Linked DNA regions of Mus musculus: all the other regions are linked to region 1. A link is a contact called in public promoter capture Hi-C data. All regions are on one chromosome and are shown on one strand. Each heading gives the region's core, a stretch centred on a gene start, on an enhancer-like site or on the middle of the called end of the contact. The rest is flanking DNA. Distances are from core to core; before and after follow the strand shown. Region 1 holds the start of Pygb (brain glycogen phosphorylase). Region 2 has its middle 5.1 kb from the start of Gm52533. Region 3 holds the start of Nsfl1c (NSFL1 (p97) cofactor (p47)). Region 4 holds the start of Zfp120 (zinc finger protein 120).

Region 1 (3,555 bases), core at 373-2,872:
CTAGTTTTCACTCTGTCTTAATACAAGATAGGCAGAATTCTCCATACCAAATGCAGAGAGAGAGAGAGAGAGAGAGAGAGAGAGAGAGAGAGAGAGAGAGAGAGAAATTCTTGCAACAGGGGATGTGTAAAAATATGATACCTGCATAAGCTTAAAAGCACCAGTATGTATTACTGACCCAGAGCCCTGTTTATGAGTGAAGCCACAAATGGTTTCGGATGAAATAAAAGCCACAAAATTGTGCAGCATACAAATATGCATACCTGTGTATTTAGGAACAGCAATTACCTGGAAACATAAACGGAACAGAATAAGGAGGACTGGGGGACCTGGTGGAGCTGGCACACGCCTTAATAATCCCAGCACTCTGGAGGCAGAGGCTGGTGGGTTTCCGTGGGTTTGAAGCCAGCTTAATTGCACAGAGTTAGCAGTCCAGCAGACAGAGCTGAGAAGTTTTGGGGGTTGGGGTGGTGAGAACTGTCAAAGGCTCCGTTCAGTGTATTTTGTTTTCCTACTAAGAATAAAGGTTTGCAAAACAGAAAAAATGCTACAACTTCTAAAGCAACTTGCTAACAAGTTTTGTCAAGGTGGAAACCTCAAAGGCAGCCTTCCCCACGAGGATTCCATCTTTGAGTTTCGGACCCTCTCCTGTTTCAGGCAGGCATTACAAGTGATTTTCTTCTCATCAGTCTCGGAGTAGGGGGTAGGGTGGGGAGCACGGGGCGGGGCAATTCCCTGCAGATTACTGATCTCACCCCTTTCCGACTCATAAAACTACCGGATCTAGTTCCAGTCCCCCATCTTCTTCGCTCGGGGCTGCAGAAAAACAAAAGGGGGAGGGGAGTGGGGGAGTAGAGGAAGCATGAACTCTGAAGCCATCTCGGAAGTCCACAGCTGGAAAACAGCCGGAAAATCCGCCGGCAAGAGCAGACCCCTAGAGCACTTCTCTGGGATGCGCAACTCCGCCGTGGGCAGAGGCCTGGCTCCATACAGCCAGATTCCAGACAACGTACCGGTGGGGGACTGACTGCGGTGGAAGACAAGGGGCCACTCAAAGCCATACTTAGGGACTGGGGACTGCGGGCCGGGGAGCAGGGGGATGGGTCTCAATTAAAACGAAACCCGAAAGAGAGGGTATGCACCGGTCCTTCGAAGGAGGATGCATAACTCTACTGTCTCTTCATTGGTCGCAGGTGACCGTGGTGCAACAGGGACCAGGCCCGTGGGCGATACTTGGGAGGGGGGGGGGGGCGGGACCCGCCCTGCCCTGGGCTCGGTCTCCCTCCCAGGGAGGGCGGGCTGCTCACCTTGGGGTCCCGCTCATAGTAATGCTGCTGCGTGCGGATCCAGCGGCCCACTAGGTGGTCGCGAACTGTGTGTGCCAGAGCGAAGAAGTAGTCGCGGGGCGTGGCCACATTGCGGTCCTTGACCAGCGTGAAATGCAGGTGTCTGTTGAAGCTCTTCCGCACCTCGGCCACGTCGCCCAGCCCCGCGATGCCACGCACGCTGATCTGCTTCTGCCTCTCACTGTCCGTCAACGGCTTCGCCATGGCGCCAGAAGAGGCAGAGGACAGGGTACGGCCCTGGAGCGAGCAGAGAAGACTCTAGCGCTGGGATGCTGCGGTGTCTCTGGCGCCAAGGACTGCAGCGGAGGCCGGCTCATACGGATTGCGCCTGCGCTTTGCGAGAGGGCCGGGCCCTGTGGATGGGCGTGGGCTGATCTGGAGGCGGAGCCTCGGAGAAAGAGCCCGTCAATCAGGCTGTTTCAGCCGGGAAGAGAACGTGGACGCTCGAGGGGAAATGGTTTATTCCTTTACTGGTGTGTCTGGGGCTGGAAAAACCGGACTGCAGCTTCCCCATACCTAAGATTTACCACTTTTATGAGGCAAAAGTAGAAACCGAACCAGTGGCTGCGCCTGCCACACTGGAAGGCAAACTCTTGCCATTCAGGGACTTCCTGGAGTTTCCGGGGCTGCAGGGACTGGCTCTGCACAGAATCACCAGATGCCCTTTTTAGGACTGCATTGGGTGCTCAGGTGTAGCTGAGCTCTGTTAAACGTTCAGAGAAGTGTGCACACGCTTGACAGACAGCCCCCAATACCTGCTGGGACTCGTCGCCAAGCTGACAGGTGGTTCTGAAAACACACGCAAGAAAAAAACGTTGTTTGTGCAAAAACTAAAAATTCATAAGTCATATCAATGTTTGTGCCTCCATGACACCACTTCAGCTCTGGAGAACAAACTGCATGGAACTCCTCAAAATACAAATCGCCAGTCTAGGCTGCAGTGACAAACACAAAAAATCTGCTGCAAATTAAGTATACAGCATTCTCTCCAAGGATGGGCAGAGGCTACTATCAATCACAACCTTTCTGGTTGTTAAAGAAAAATTCCATCCAGAAAGAAGTCAGCCATGCACAAGGAGAAGAAGGAGAAACATTTCATTGGTGAGCAGGGAAGCAAGCTGAGGTTCTGAAAGGGTTTAGGCCAGCCCAAATTTCTTACCGTTTATAGGTCAGGAGGCAACACTGCCTGCCTAGGGGACCATCTCAGAGTGGTCTCTGAATCCCTTAATCATTAAGGGAGTTTAGTTAGGAGTGTTTACAGCAACATAAATTGCAGAAACAAATGGTTTTATATAAGAATACATTATAATTTCAATAATATGTATCAGGCAGGTAGCAATAAAAAGGCATACAGGAATTGCAAATAACAGTAGTCTTGGACTGTAAAAGAACTTTTCTCTTAGCAAACTGTAAGAGGAGGTTCAGCATGACCTTAGTCCTCTGTGACAACCTTCCCTTCAGGCAGTTTTGGCAAATGTTTGTTTTCCAGATAAAGGGTGGGTGGTTTTTTTTTTTTTTTTTTTTTTTTAACAAGGCAGGACTCAACCTACCTAAGTAAAACTTTAATCCAATTGACTCCTACATAACCAGACACCAAGCTATCATAAAATTATACAGACATACATTCATACATGAATATATATAGTTTTTGAAGGAATACCCTATAGCTAGAGATCAGCCTCTCTGACAGAGACACATAACCCTTCACCATATGTGGGGAGCAGCTTTCAAAGCTGCCGCTTGGCACTCTTTCCCAGGGAGCTCTGGGATGAGACCCTCTGGTCATCGATATACAGTGCTGCCTCCTGTAAACTCCCTTGGCCCCAGAAGAACTGCCTTCCCTTGTTGTGGAGACGCTTTCCCCACATAGTGAGGTCAGTGACTTGCCTTCATTTGCCTCTTTAGGTTAGCTGATGGGGATGCAGACGGTCCTGCTTATGGAGATAAAGGTTGCCACAGGGGATGTCATAAAAGTCCAGGTGTAGGACTGGAGGTGTAGCTCAGTAATAGTGTGGTTTGCACAATGGATACCCTGCATTCCAGTGCCAGTTCTAGAAAAGGCAAATTAAGTTGTTCCTGGTTTGATGATTCCAAAGTTAATTTACCTCAACCTCTACTCAGTGGCAGACTTCTTGGGAGACAACACACTGGAATGTTTTCCCCTACTCTTGCTCTGATTTGGAATTCATTCCACACTTTTTCCTTGGGA
Region 2 (3,555 bases), core at 784-3,283, 730 kb before region 1:
CTCAGGGTAGAGAGGGCATGAGGATAAATGTATATGATGATCCTTGGTTTCAGTCTTAGTTCTGTTAGTATTACAGATAAGCCCTTGAGAAGGTTTCACCTCTCCAATTCTGTGCATCTACAGTTACTTATTGTATAAGGTACCTGATATTTATAAGGCACAGTTTCTCCCTGGATAAATATAATCAAAGCACTTGCCTCCTAAGTATTCAATTAAGGAGGTCATGCCTGCCCAAGTGCTCACACTAAGGGCTCAATAGATGGCAACTATACTCATTAGAAAGTTCTTCCTAGAGTCGAACATTTCACAGATCTCTTTAGTCCCCTCAGTGTAGGGACCACGATAATTTCTCTACTGAATGAGATACACAAAACTACAGAAGCTTAAGTGACTGCTTTAAGGTCATACCTAGCAGAAAATGGAACCTAAACTCAAAGCCAAATCTGCCTGTCTACACCACCTGTCTGCTAGATCTGGCTCTTATGGGAAAGTTTCTTCCCCCAACCCTAACTCTCTGCAGCTGTCTCTGCCTACTTCCCACCCTCACCCTTTCTCTCTAGGGTCTCTTTACACAGCGCTAGCTGTCTTGGAACTCACAATAGATTGCTCTGCCTCTGAGTACTGAGATTAAAGGCATGTACTACCATGTCCAGTGGCTTCCTCTTTTTCAAAAAAACCAATCTCCAGGCATCCTTTACCACCCAACTCTCAGGTGCTCTCTTCTAGACTCCTCCATACTCCCTTGCCATCACTGCCACCTCTGTCCTTTGGGCCTTTTTCACAGCAGAACAACCATGAAGTCTGGCTTTGCAGTACAACAGTGAATGGTTCAAATGTAGTTCTGCCCATTTTTCCATTGGAGGTAAAGTACAAAGTTAGTGTGAAAATAATGGCAGTAGCTGGCATTCTTTGTGGTAGCTCAAGTCCTGGCAACAACCTCAGGTTCTCAGTAGGCAGTAACTGGTAAGCCAGGTGCTGAAACATTCTCTTCACAGCATGTCTCACCTCCTAAGTTCATCTGGTTTTAGTCTGCATTTTTTTTTTAAACCATCTGCACAGAATGAAGCTAGAGTAACCAATGTTCTTTAAAAAGCTACCTCTCTGGCTGAGAGCCTACTGGGAAGATTGTGAGTGGGGGTGTATCCTTTACATAAGAATCTCAACTCCATTTCAATTTCATCTGCCCCACTACTGCTGAACATAGCCAGGTGTGGGTGAAGAATACCAAACACCCTGCCTTGGTAGAGGTTAGGCTCTAGTGAGGGCCAAAGTAAACACACACACAAATGGACAGTATATGTTGTATCAGGCAAGGAGCAAATAAACAGGCCAGAGAATGTCGGGGAGCTGATAGTAGTAGGCAGGAGCTGATCCTGCAAGGTCCCTTAGGAGTTTCCAGGCACAATCAAATGCACACAGGGCACTAGAGAATCAGGCCATAGCATATGGTTAATGTGGTGAAAGGAGCCCTCTGCTGGGTGAGACATGATGTTGGTTAAGGGCAGATCCATGGAATTACTGCTTACTCCACATGAGAGATGAAGGAAGCTGGCCAGGGAGCTAATGGCAAGTAGCACCTAGGTGGCATCGAGGGATAAAGGTACTGACACAGGGTCTACCAGGTTCCTTGGAGCAGCCACGAGGCCCAGCAGGTGCCAGAGAGGCTGCTGCCGTGTGGGGAAGGACTCAGTTCTCTTTAAGGGTGGCCACTGGGAGTCTGAGCATGCTCCAATGAGTATATGGGAAACACAAATTGGACTTGGAATAATTTGGGTGTATGCAGATCAAGGGTGGACCTGCGAGGAATGGGGATAGGAAGCAAGTGTGAAATCCCCAAATTATTAAAAATACCATATTGGGGGGAGGGGGGGGAGACAGAGCTACTGAGATTGATCATGTGCAAGATCTGGCTCAGACTGGGAACAGGTAAGATGCTTCGACCATGTGCTTTCTACCCTGCTTCTCAGGCTTGCTCTCTCTGAAAGGAGCTAGGAAGACAGTCAGACCATTAAAACAGAGCCACACCCATTTGTAAGAAGGAAGACCTTTTATTTGGGCCTGAGAAAGGGTCTCAGATAGTAGCTGTCTTGAATCTAGTGGTTAGAACAGAGCAGGTTAGAAAGAGGGAGCAGCAGGGGGCCTATGTTTGTACCAGTTGCTCTTAGTAAATTCCAAGTCACCCTGAAGAGTCTGGCGGAGAGGGGCATGCTCTATTGTATTGATGGCAGGAAACAGCTAGTGGTACTCTGGAAGGAACTGCGGCAGTATCATCTAAAGCCAAGAATGTGCTCAGTCCCTGCCTGCATGCTTCCTTCCTTCCTTCCATAATCATCTTCTAAGGAGGAAGAGATGTATATAACTCTACTTGTGAGTTGGTTGGTGTAGTAAGATCAAACATGTTTCTTTGAACAAGCTTGAACTGCACTTGTTAGAAAAGGCATCATGAAACCTGACATGGAGGTATAGTAACTTCCAGACCAGCCAGAGCAAACAGTGGGATCCTATCCCCCACAACAGGCATCATAATTAACTTACCTTTACTCTGGTGAATAAGAAGTACTCTTCCGACAGATCAAGACATGTCCAGGCATTGTAATGCATGCTAAGCACAGCCTACTTAGTTTCAAGTGATTCCCCTACTTGTCATGCAATGCTAGGATGATCCACAATGATGCAGTGGAGAACTGCCCTCAGTTCAACAGCCCTAGAGTATCTGATGAAAGCCCATCTGGGTGGACAGATGTTTCCACCTGAGCCTCCAGAACAGAAGCCTGAAGCTGGAAACAGCCTTCCTGGGCATGGAGCCCATTCTATGCAGTTCCTTTGGCTGTGGGCCAGGCACAGAACTGGGGCAAGTTCAAGCAGCTGCCATCCATATTTACTTCACAGGCAGGGGGAAAACCCAGGACCCTTTGCAAATCATTGAGGATGTAGGCAAAACCAGGTAGTGGAAGGGGCCTGAATTATGTAGGAAAGCCTGGGCATTAGAGCATGGTCCCAGGAACCTTGCCCATGCACCCTACCATTTGCCAAGTGTGACCTGGGCCCTGTGAAGTGCAGAAATAGAGGTGCTGCCAACTTCCTTCCAAGCAACTCAATATGCAGGACAAACTCTGTTGTCCTTGTTCTGTTTATAATGACCAATTTTGTTTTTCCAGATCTTTGGTTCCGGTGTAACCAATATGCCGGAGACGTTGCAACCCCAGGAGAACACTGTTTTCTAAGACCCTGTCTAAGGATGCTTCTTGGTAGCTCACAGTATCACATTGGCTCCTGGCTCTGGGCAGGGCAGGAAGCAGTACAGTAAAGGAGGCAGAAGAGGTTCTATCCAAGGTCCCTACTATCCTTTTTATGCCTTCAATGGTGGATGTCTTCACCAGGCTGGGATATGCCTGAAGCTGCTGCAAGTCAAAGGTCCGAAGGGCAGGGAACAAGTGTAAAACAGAACTTGCGTCCCAAAGCTACACGTTAACTATACATACCCAAATAAAATTGCTTCTCCACAGACTCTTGTGACCACCACTACAGTTAAAGGCACTCAAGATACATAAGACA
Region 3 (3,555 bases), core at 559-3,058, 710 kb before region 1:
ACCTTAGCTTTACACATGTGAAAGCCCTTCATATGAGTCCTTTGGTCATTTGTGACTGTCGCCAACTCAATGAGAAGGCATTGATTTATCACACATTCTCCACACAAAGAGAGAAGACAGAACAATGAAGTCCCACGGAGATGGAGGAGGCACCTCCTGTCTAAAAGGTAACCAACTGTCTAGGAGGAAATGAGCTGTCATGGGACAATCAGTCTGAAGGTATTCTTCATGTAGTATAACCAGCTTCTGGGAAGTCATGTGCCATCGTAGGAGTTGTACTAAACTGACATTTAGAGAACCTGCATTCAAGTCCTGGCACTGCTAGTCAAGTTACCACACAGGTAAGAGCCTCAGTTCGGATGATCTACTGGGATAGAAGCTTTTCTCTTATGTATTTCCACTCAGCACAGAGGCTTCACAGCGCCTTTAAGAGCATCTTTCTGTTTGTTATGTTTTTGAAAGAGGGACTATTTACTCCTGGAACTATGTAGATCAGGCTGGTCTCGAACTCAGAGATCTTCTGCCTCCAGAGTGCTGAAAGAGTTAAAGGAATAAAGATCCCTAATGTTTGGGAAGCTAAATATTACAGTCAGTAGACATGGTTACATCAGAAAGCTCACACAGTGAGCACATTCGGTGTCCCTTTGAGGGTCCAATTCCTTATCCATAAGATAGGGTTAGTCTTTACCTGTTTAATTAGTAGTTAGCTCTTCAGCAAGTTATTTATCCTCCAAGTCTCAGCTGCAATGTGAGACATGTAAATGAGACATTCTGTAATGCTGAACAGTGCCTGGCTTGTTGTAGGTACTCAAGAAATATTAGTCATCGTCATCTACCTAAGATGTAGGCTGGCCAAGGACATTTATGCAATCAATTCTTTCTAACATTAATTACTGTGTTTCTGAGCAATAAGAGATGGGTGTTGCTCTAGGGATCAGAAGTGTGCAACATTTTATGCCTGGTGGAGCTTTGCCTTCTAAATTAATTCCTTAGTGACTATTTACTACATGCCAGTGAACAAGACAGTAAGTCCTAAGAAATTCCCATTTTACAGTTAACTACGAAATGTGCAGAGACCCCAAACGTGCGCCACAATCCCACAGGTAGTTTCTCCCTGCAATTAGGCAAGAGTGGGGCGTGGGCTGATGCCTTGCAGGGTTTCCCCCACCAGCACAGCATCCTTGCAGAAGCGGAATCGGAAGGCCACCGCGACCTCGGTGGGGCTCCATCTGGAAGCAGGGCACTCGATTCCACCCGGCCACCCGCAGGCACTCGCCGTGGCAGCCACGCCCCCAGGCGACGACTCCACGCGGACTGCGGCAGCGCCCAAAGTCTCGCCAACACTGCGAGCCCGCAGGAAAACAGAGGCCCTGCAAAGCAGGGCCCGCCCGCCTCCATGAACTTCCAAGCCAGGCCGGTGACGCGTGGCAAGCGACCCCAGGCACCATGAGGCCTGGGCCAGGCAGGGCCCAGCCCCGCAGGGATGACTGTGCGCTTCGGCCGCGTAGGGATCGCAGAGCCGACGCCGCACTCCGTATTCCCCAGCCCGTCCGAAGCGGCCCGCCTCGCGGCGCTACCTGCAGGTCCCAGCCAGCCGACTCCAGGAAGAAACGGGCCCTGTCCTCCTCAGTGCCAGTCACCGCCACGAACTCCCTCAACGCGTCCTGCCGCTCCTCCGCCATCTTCGCCCCGTGCACTTCCCAAACCGCTCCGGCGGACACTGCAACAGCCCGAACCCCAGGTCTGCGTTCCGCCCGCCGTTCTACCGCGTCCAGCCGCTGGGCGCCTGCTCGTAGGCTCCGCCCAATGCGGTGCCACAGGAAAAGCCCTCCGTGTGGGAAACCTAGCCGCCTCGCGCCCTCTGGTGGCCCCTATGTGAGCCTCACCTTAATGGCTGAAGTAGAAGGTCGATGGAAGTGAGTAGGGAGGGGCTGGTTTTCCCACAGGATGAAGTAGTCCCGAAATCAGATCCTGGAAATTACTCATGGTCTCATCCCTTTATTTCGTTAATTATTTATTTGCACATTAATTTCCTTCTTGAAGCATTACGCTGTCTATGGCTTGATGCTCTTCCAAGGGCTGTGGAAATAACAGAGATAAAACAAAGTATCCTGTCTTCTTGTTGCTTATGTCCTTTGACCCTAACAGTTCTAACCGATGCTCACATCCCCATGGTTTCCTATCTTAAACTAGTATAAGTCTCAGCCTGCCACTTTCCACAGCATCTAGCAAATCACCATTGCATTGCCACTGGCAGGCTGGCCCAGGACAAGGAGACTCAGAGCAGAGGTAAGATGGACATGTGTCACCTACAGAGAAAGTTTAGAGCTCTCTCTCCAACAGTGCTGCCCCTCAAGTGAAAGTGGGGACAAGTGAAGCTGGGAGCCTCCTAAGTCCATCTATTTATCCCTCATTTTCAAGGTTAAACTGTTACCATCCTACAATCTGCTAAGTTGGTGACCAGCAATTATTCTACCAGAACTTATTGAGTGTTCAGTGAGGTTCCTGTCAGCTGATTATATGCTTTGTTTTTCTCCTCTTCTTCCTATGCCTGACTCAGAGCCACATTCACTGTGCATGAAGCCACTACTAATGAATGTGTGAATGAATGAATAAGTGAATGGATGAAATAACACATGGATCAGACAATGAGGATCTCACAGGGAGTGGTCTATGCAAGAGCCCCTTTCAGTCTTTTTGTTCCACAGAGTCATACTATGAGAATGAAGAGCAGGAAGTAGCTCTGCCAGGGGCATCTCCAACTTCTAAGCCAGCCTCGGGCATGGCTGCAAACGCGACAGCACTGGATTGGTGTGAATACCGTCCTTTGGTATAACTGCAGATCAGTCCCACTGTAACCAACTGAAAAGGCCCACAGAGGCCATTTGGAACCTAACACATTGCAGAGAAGCAGTAAGGAGAACCCTATCTGCTTTTGATGCTGGTCCGATTCATAGTCAGCCCTCTGCCCAGCCTGACAGCTATCAAGAAGACTATAGGAATAATTGTGGGTGCAGGGCATTAGGGTTCCCTTAGCCTGCTGAAGGTGCTGTGTTCACATTATTATCTATTTCATCATAAAATAAACCTCTGCTAGGTAGAGGTTAGTATTCCCATTTTACAGGTAAAGACAGAAACCAGAGGTTCAGTAGGACCACACCTAATGAAAAGTACAACCTGGGCCTTGCCGTCCCAGCTTCTCAGGTGCCTGAGACTGAAAGAGTGACCTTGCAGAGCATATTTAAAGTCAGTCTGGGAAACAAAACTAAACCTGGTGAGAAAGTGAATCCATGCTAAAAGGCAGAGGATGCAGCCCAGTGCCAGAGGCCTTGCCTGTCATGGGAGAGGCTATAGTTTCAATCCCAGTTTTAAACAAATGTCCTAGCCTGGAAGTTTGGAGAAAGACTGACCAAGCCTCTATCTTCGCTGTCTCTCTACATATACACAGCATCACCCACAGCTCCACCTGTGGTCAAGTTCTGGTTTCAATTTAAAGCTGACTTTCTTGTCATTCAGGTATGAAATGTACCCAGAACCTATAGCTTCCAGTTAGTC
Region 4 (3,555 bases), core at 759-3,258, 650 kb after region 1:
ATGGGAACCTCTTTTCTTGGATGTAGCTCTTCCTTCCTGCTTGCTCCTTTTCATTAAAACACTCTTCATAAGACAAAACAAGAGAACAAGGTCTCTGCTGAGATTTTTTTTAAAGACTTCTTTTGTCAATACAACTAATATAAATCTCTTTACCTTAGTCTCAGGTAGACTCTTCAGACAAGGGCATAAAGCACCCATCTTCTTCACCAAAAACAGTCTCTAGGCCAGATACTGAAGTTCTTCTTCACTGAAACATCTTGGGCCAGGTCTGCACAGTACAAGTCACTCTCAGCAGCAGAGTCTTCCAAATACCTACTAGGATAGCCCAGTAAGCCTCAATAGAAACATTCCACTGCTTGCAACTACTCTGTGTCCCCCCAGCACACTCCTACCCAGCTACATAACAGAGTTAAGCAAGATTTCTGAATTCTTTTACATTGTTAAAAATAAATAAATAAAATGTACTTGCTGTCTCCTAAGCATCAAGGAGCTGGGGTTATGGGCTGGTGATTCATAGGATAATCAAAAGGGATCCTGGAATAAATAACCAAATTCATATATAATTAAAAAAAACAGGCTTTTGATCTGCATATGATGAGCTAGCAGGAAGATACTGCACTACTTTTTAAAATGTTTTTTTCAGTATTGAGAGCTGAGCTATCTGGATATCTCTGGAAAGCAAACACAGCTCTTCAGGATTTTTTTCTAACATTCTAATGTCTGAGGTTAGAAACCCAAAGAATTACTTAGAGAGGCGACACAGCTCTGTTAAAATATTTTCTAGCAGTTATCCAGAGAAGACTATGTGAAGAGTGAACACAGCAGATTTTTTTTTCCTTTCTGATTTTGAAAACCCAAGAATTACTTTTAGAATTTTTCTAACAGTATTTTTTGAATTGGTTGGAAAAGCCACGAATTTTTTAGATCAGTTTTTTCTGACTTTGGTCAGAAAACTGAGGAGCTATCCAGAGAGCGTTTAGAATTTTTACTAGCAGAGAGCTGTCTCAAGCAGAAAGCTAGCTGTCTCAACCTCAGAGGTTTTAGAATAGAAGGTAAAATCTGTCTAGAGCAGAGCAGAACACACAGACACAGAGAAAGCAGTCTGGGAAGCCATCTCATCTGGAATGCTATCTCAGCAGAACATAAGCCAGCAGCTTGGACCCATGATTTGAGTTCTAGTTGCTTGTTTCCCTGTTGCTCTCGAACACCCCTTCTCTTAGGAATCCAGACCTAGGTGAGGTTGGTCCTCTGCATTAGTGTTCTCTGTTCTTTCTATACATTGATACATTTTTGTATCTATACATTTTGATACATTTATTGGTTAGATCACAGATAATGATTAACAGGCAGCATTGGCTCCTTAGCCATCTACTTTTACAGCGTCATTTACTGGATGGTTAGCTAAGATTTTGTAATAGAAGATGGACATTCTAGAGGCATTTCTGTCCATCACTTTTATAATTTACAAAATGTTTCTGCATGACTTTGAGCTATATGCCATTAAAAATCTCTGCTTTTACCTTGTGATCAAGTTCAGAAGAGGATTTAACATAGCATGCATAGGGGTAGGCAAACCTATATGTGAACTTATCAACATTCCCTAAGTAAAGTCTCAATGATTCCAAAAGGAAGAAGCGGAAGTGCCTACTGAGTGTTGTGACTGGAGCTTTGGAAAGCTCCAAATTTGCAATGTGGCCCACAGTGGAGAGAGGCGGGTAACTCAGCAACAGCAAATTGGAGTTGTGGGTCTTCCCCTGACCAGGGTGGGGGAAAAAGACCAGCAAGCAATTGGAAGACAGACACAGGTGGTACTGAAATGCAAATTTCTACAGACCCGGAAAAGGACTGGCCTCTGCTGGCAACCTGTGCCTGGAATTATTCCTCTGTGTCCCTTCAACACACTCTAATCCTATGGGTGGTGTGTATGTCACTCCAGATTCACTAGCCAATCAGGACATCCAGCCGGATCTGCCACTCAAAAGTGAAGGCGGGCTCTTCCGGGTGCGATCTTGCAAGTTCCTCTTTTAAAGCTGGCAGTCGCGAATGTTTCTGCTTGATGTGTTCTGTGTACCGCTCCTGGGTGCGGGGACCTCAGGCAAGCCCAGAAGTTCCGACATGGTAAGTGCCAGGCGGTCTCCCACAAAGGGGAGGAGCAGGCGGCTGAGCCAAGGGGGCTGGAGTGCTGGGTCGTCCCAGGGCTCAGTAGTAAACAGCAGCCTGACAGAAGCTGAGACTTGTGAGCTTCCCTGTGGTCCTTTTCTCTCTCTCTGGACCTGGCGGTGGGCACTGAATCATCTCACTAGCGTGGCTGCATCTACACAAAACATTTGGGGAAAGGGCTTCTGTGTAGAAATACCCTTGGCAGGATGCCAAACTCGGAGAGCCCTAGTTTCTATAGTAAGTTTTGGCCTTAGCATTTAGGCATTTTACAGGTAGGTATAAGACCCATTTCGAGTTAATTTTGTGGAGCCTGTAAAAGGCATCTCGTGTGTCGGATAGCACTCAAATATTAAGCGGTGATGTAGAAGAGTAAAATTGATGTAAAGGATCTAGACTAATGCTTGTAGTGACGGCAAGTCGAATGTAGGTGAGAAAGGACTGCCCCTAAAACTCCACACAGGTATGTGCTATGCTAAAAAGGCCGAATGGAGAATAGGATGCTAGAATACATGTGGTAGTGTACCAGGATTGTCCAGACATTTGTCCACAAACCATAACATAGGAGACAACTCTGCTTTACAATCATGAATTAGGCCCATCCTGACTTCAAAGAGCAGGTCTCTAACAAGTGGCTCCAAGGGGTAAAATAGGGCCACAACCAATTTTAAGGCCTGGTGTGCCATAAAGGTCTGGTTTTCTTCTTGAGAAAAGCATCGTTTTGCCACATGGGCAAGACTACAGCTGGTGACAACCTTTTGAAAAGGAAAAACACTGTTTTGGTGAGGACTGGCCTGGTCAAGCAAGGCATAGAACAGCTCCTTCTAGGTCTCCAGAGCCAATGCCAGCCTGGGGCTCAGGCTTGGGAGCTTCCCCTAAGGCCCTGAAGTGCTGAGAATAAAATAGAGCTCCTTCTCTAAAGCAAGGACGGTGCTTGGGAGAGCGGGTGGAGGTCTGGGGCCAGGGCCTTCGGGGATGGCTTGCTTCAGACCCTGAGATCCCACCACATGCGGCTATGGTTGTCAGTCCCGAGTCCAGTGTGGGCTTGGTCAGGAACGTTTTTGAGAGGTTCTCTCTTCCTGTTTCTCCAGCTTTCTTTTATTAGCTCCTTCCTGTGGTTTTCTCACTGTATAGTAGTTTGTGCTGACTTCATAAAAGTCTCGTATCTTGTTCCATTTTCCCCCTGTAAGAAGTATACAGGATGCTGTTCTTCAGAAGCCTGTGTGGCATAAGACAGCCTATCCAAGACACCCCCATCACAGCTTTGATACTTTCTTCCGTTTATTTATTTATTTATTTATTTATTTTTCCAGGCAGGTTTTCTCTGTGTAGCCCTGGCTATCTTGGAACTCACTCTGTAGACCAGGCTGGCCTTGAACTCAGAAATCTGTCTACCTC

The links. Promoter capture Hi-C pulls out the DNA fragments that hold promoters and counts their contacts.
Region 2: a contact with region 1 is called in a promoter capture Hi-C map of hippocampal neurons, with 2.6 times the contacts expected there. The contact joins the enhancer-like site here to the promoter of Pygb in region 1. A contact is called at or near these places in 3 of 39 promoter capture datasets (the 3T3-L1 cell line, hippocampal neurons and liver), 3 of 115 datasets of contacts at active chromatin or transcription factors (astrocytes, large pre-B cells and stem cell-derived neural progenitor cells) and 2 of 9 other capture datasets (adipose tissue and embryonic stem cells).
Region 3: a contact with region 1 is called in a promoter capture Hi-C map of pre-B cells, with 6 times the contacts expected there. The contact joins the promoter of Nsfl1c here to the promoter of Pygb in region 1. A contact is called at or near these places in 6 of 39 promoter capture datasets (the 3T3-L1 cell line, embryonic stem cells, hippocampal neurons and 2 more), 1 of 484 Hi-C or Micro-C datasets (LSK cells), 3 of 115 datasets of contacts at active chromatin or transcription factors (astrocytes, embryonic stem cells and stem cell-derived neural progenitor cells) and 2 of 9 other capture datasets (adipose tissue and embryonic stem cells).
Region 4: a contact with region 1 is called in a promoter capture Hi-C map of pre-B cells, with 4 times the contacts expected there. The contact joins the promoter of Zfp120 here to the promoter of Pygb in region 1. A contact is called at or near these places in 2 of 39 promoter capture datasets (liver and pre-B cells), 3 of 484 Hi-C or Micro-C datasets (B cells, CD4 T cells and CD8 T cells), 1 of 115 datasets of contacts at active chromatin or transcription factors (bone marrow-derived macrophages) and 1 of 9 other capture datasets (adipose tissue).

The regions. Positions count from the first base shown.
Region 1 is chr2:150,784,863-150,788,417 of GRCm38.p6, reverse strand. It overlaps Pygb (brain glycogen phosphorylase), which reads right to left and starts at 1,622. Exons shown (of 20, transcript NM_153781.1): 1 at 1,308-1,622. The coding sequence starts at 1,550. It overlaps Gm30141 (a long non-coding RNA gene), which reads left to right and starts at 1,666. Exons shown (of 3, transcript XR_375102.4): 1 at 1,666-2,447.
Region 2 is chr2:151,511,614-151,515,168 of GRCm38.p6, reverse strand. No RefSeq gene overlaps it. Among named protein-coding and RNA genes, the nearest start is that of Gm52533, 5.1 kb to the left of the region's middle. Within about 2 kb of position 2,033, at least 24 of the 459 cell types and tissues checked have an H3K27ac peak or open chromatin away from gene starts, as enhancers often do. A contact at or near this core is called in hippocampal neurons, where this site is marked.
Region 3 is chr2:151,492,435-151,495,989 of GRCm38.p6, reverse strand. It overlaps Nsfl1c (NSFL1 (p97) cofactor (p47)), which reads right to left and starts at 1,808. Exons shown (of 10, transcript NM_198326.3): 1 at 1,578-1,808. The coding sequence starts at 1,682.
Region 4 is chr2:150,135,131-150,138,685 of GRCm38.p6, reverse strand. Zfp120 (zinc finger protein 120) reads left to right here and starts at 2,008. Exons shown (of 4, transcript NM_181266.2): 1 at 2,008-2,118. The coding sequence starts at 2,044.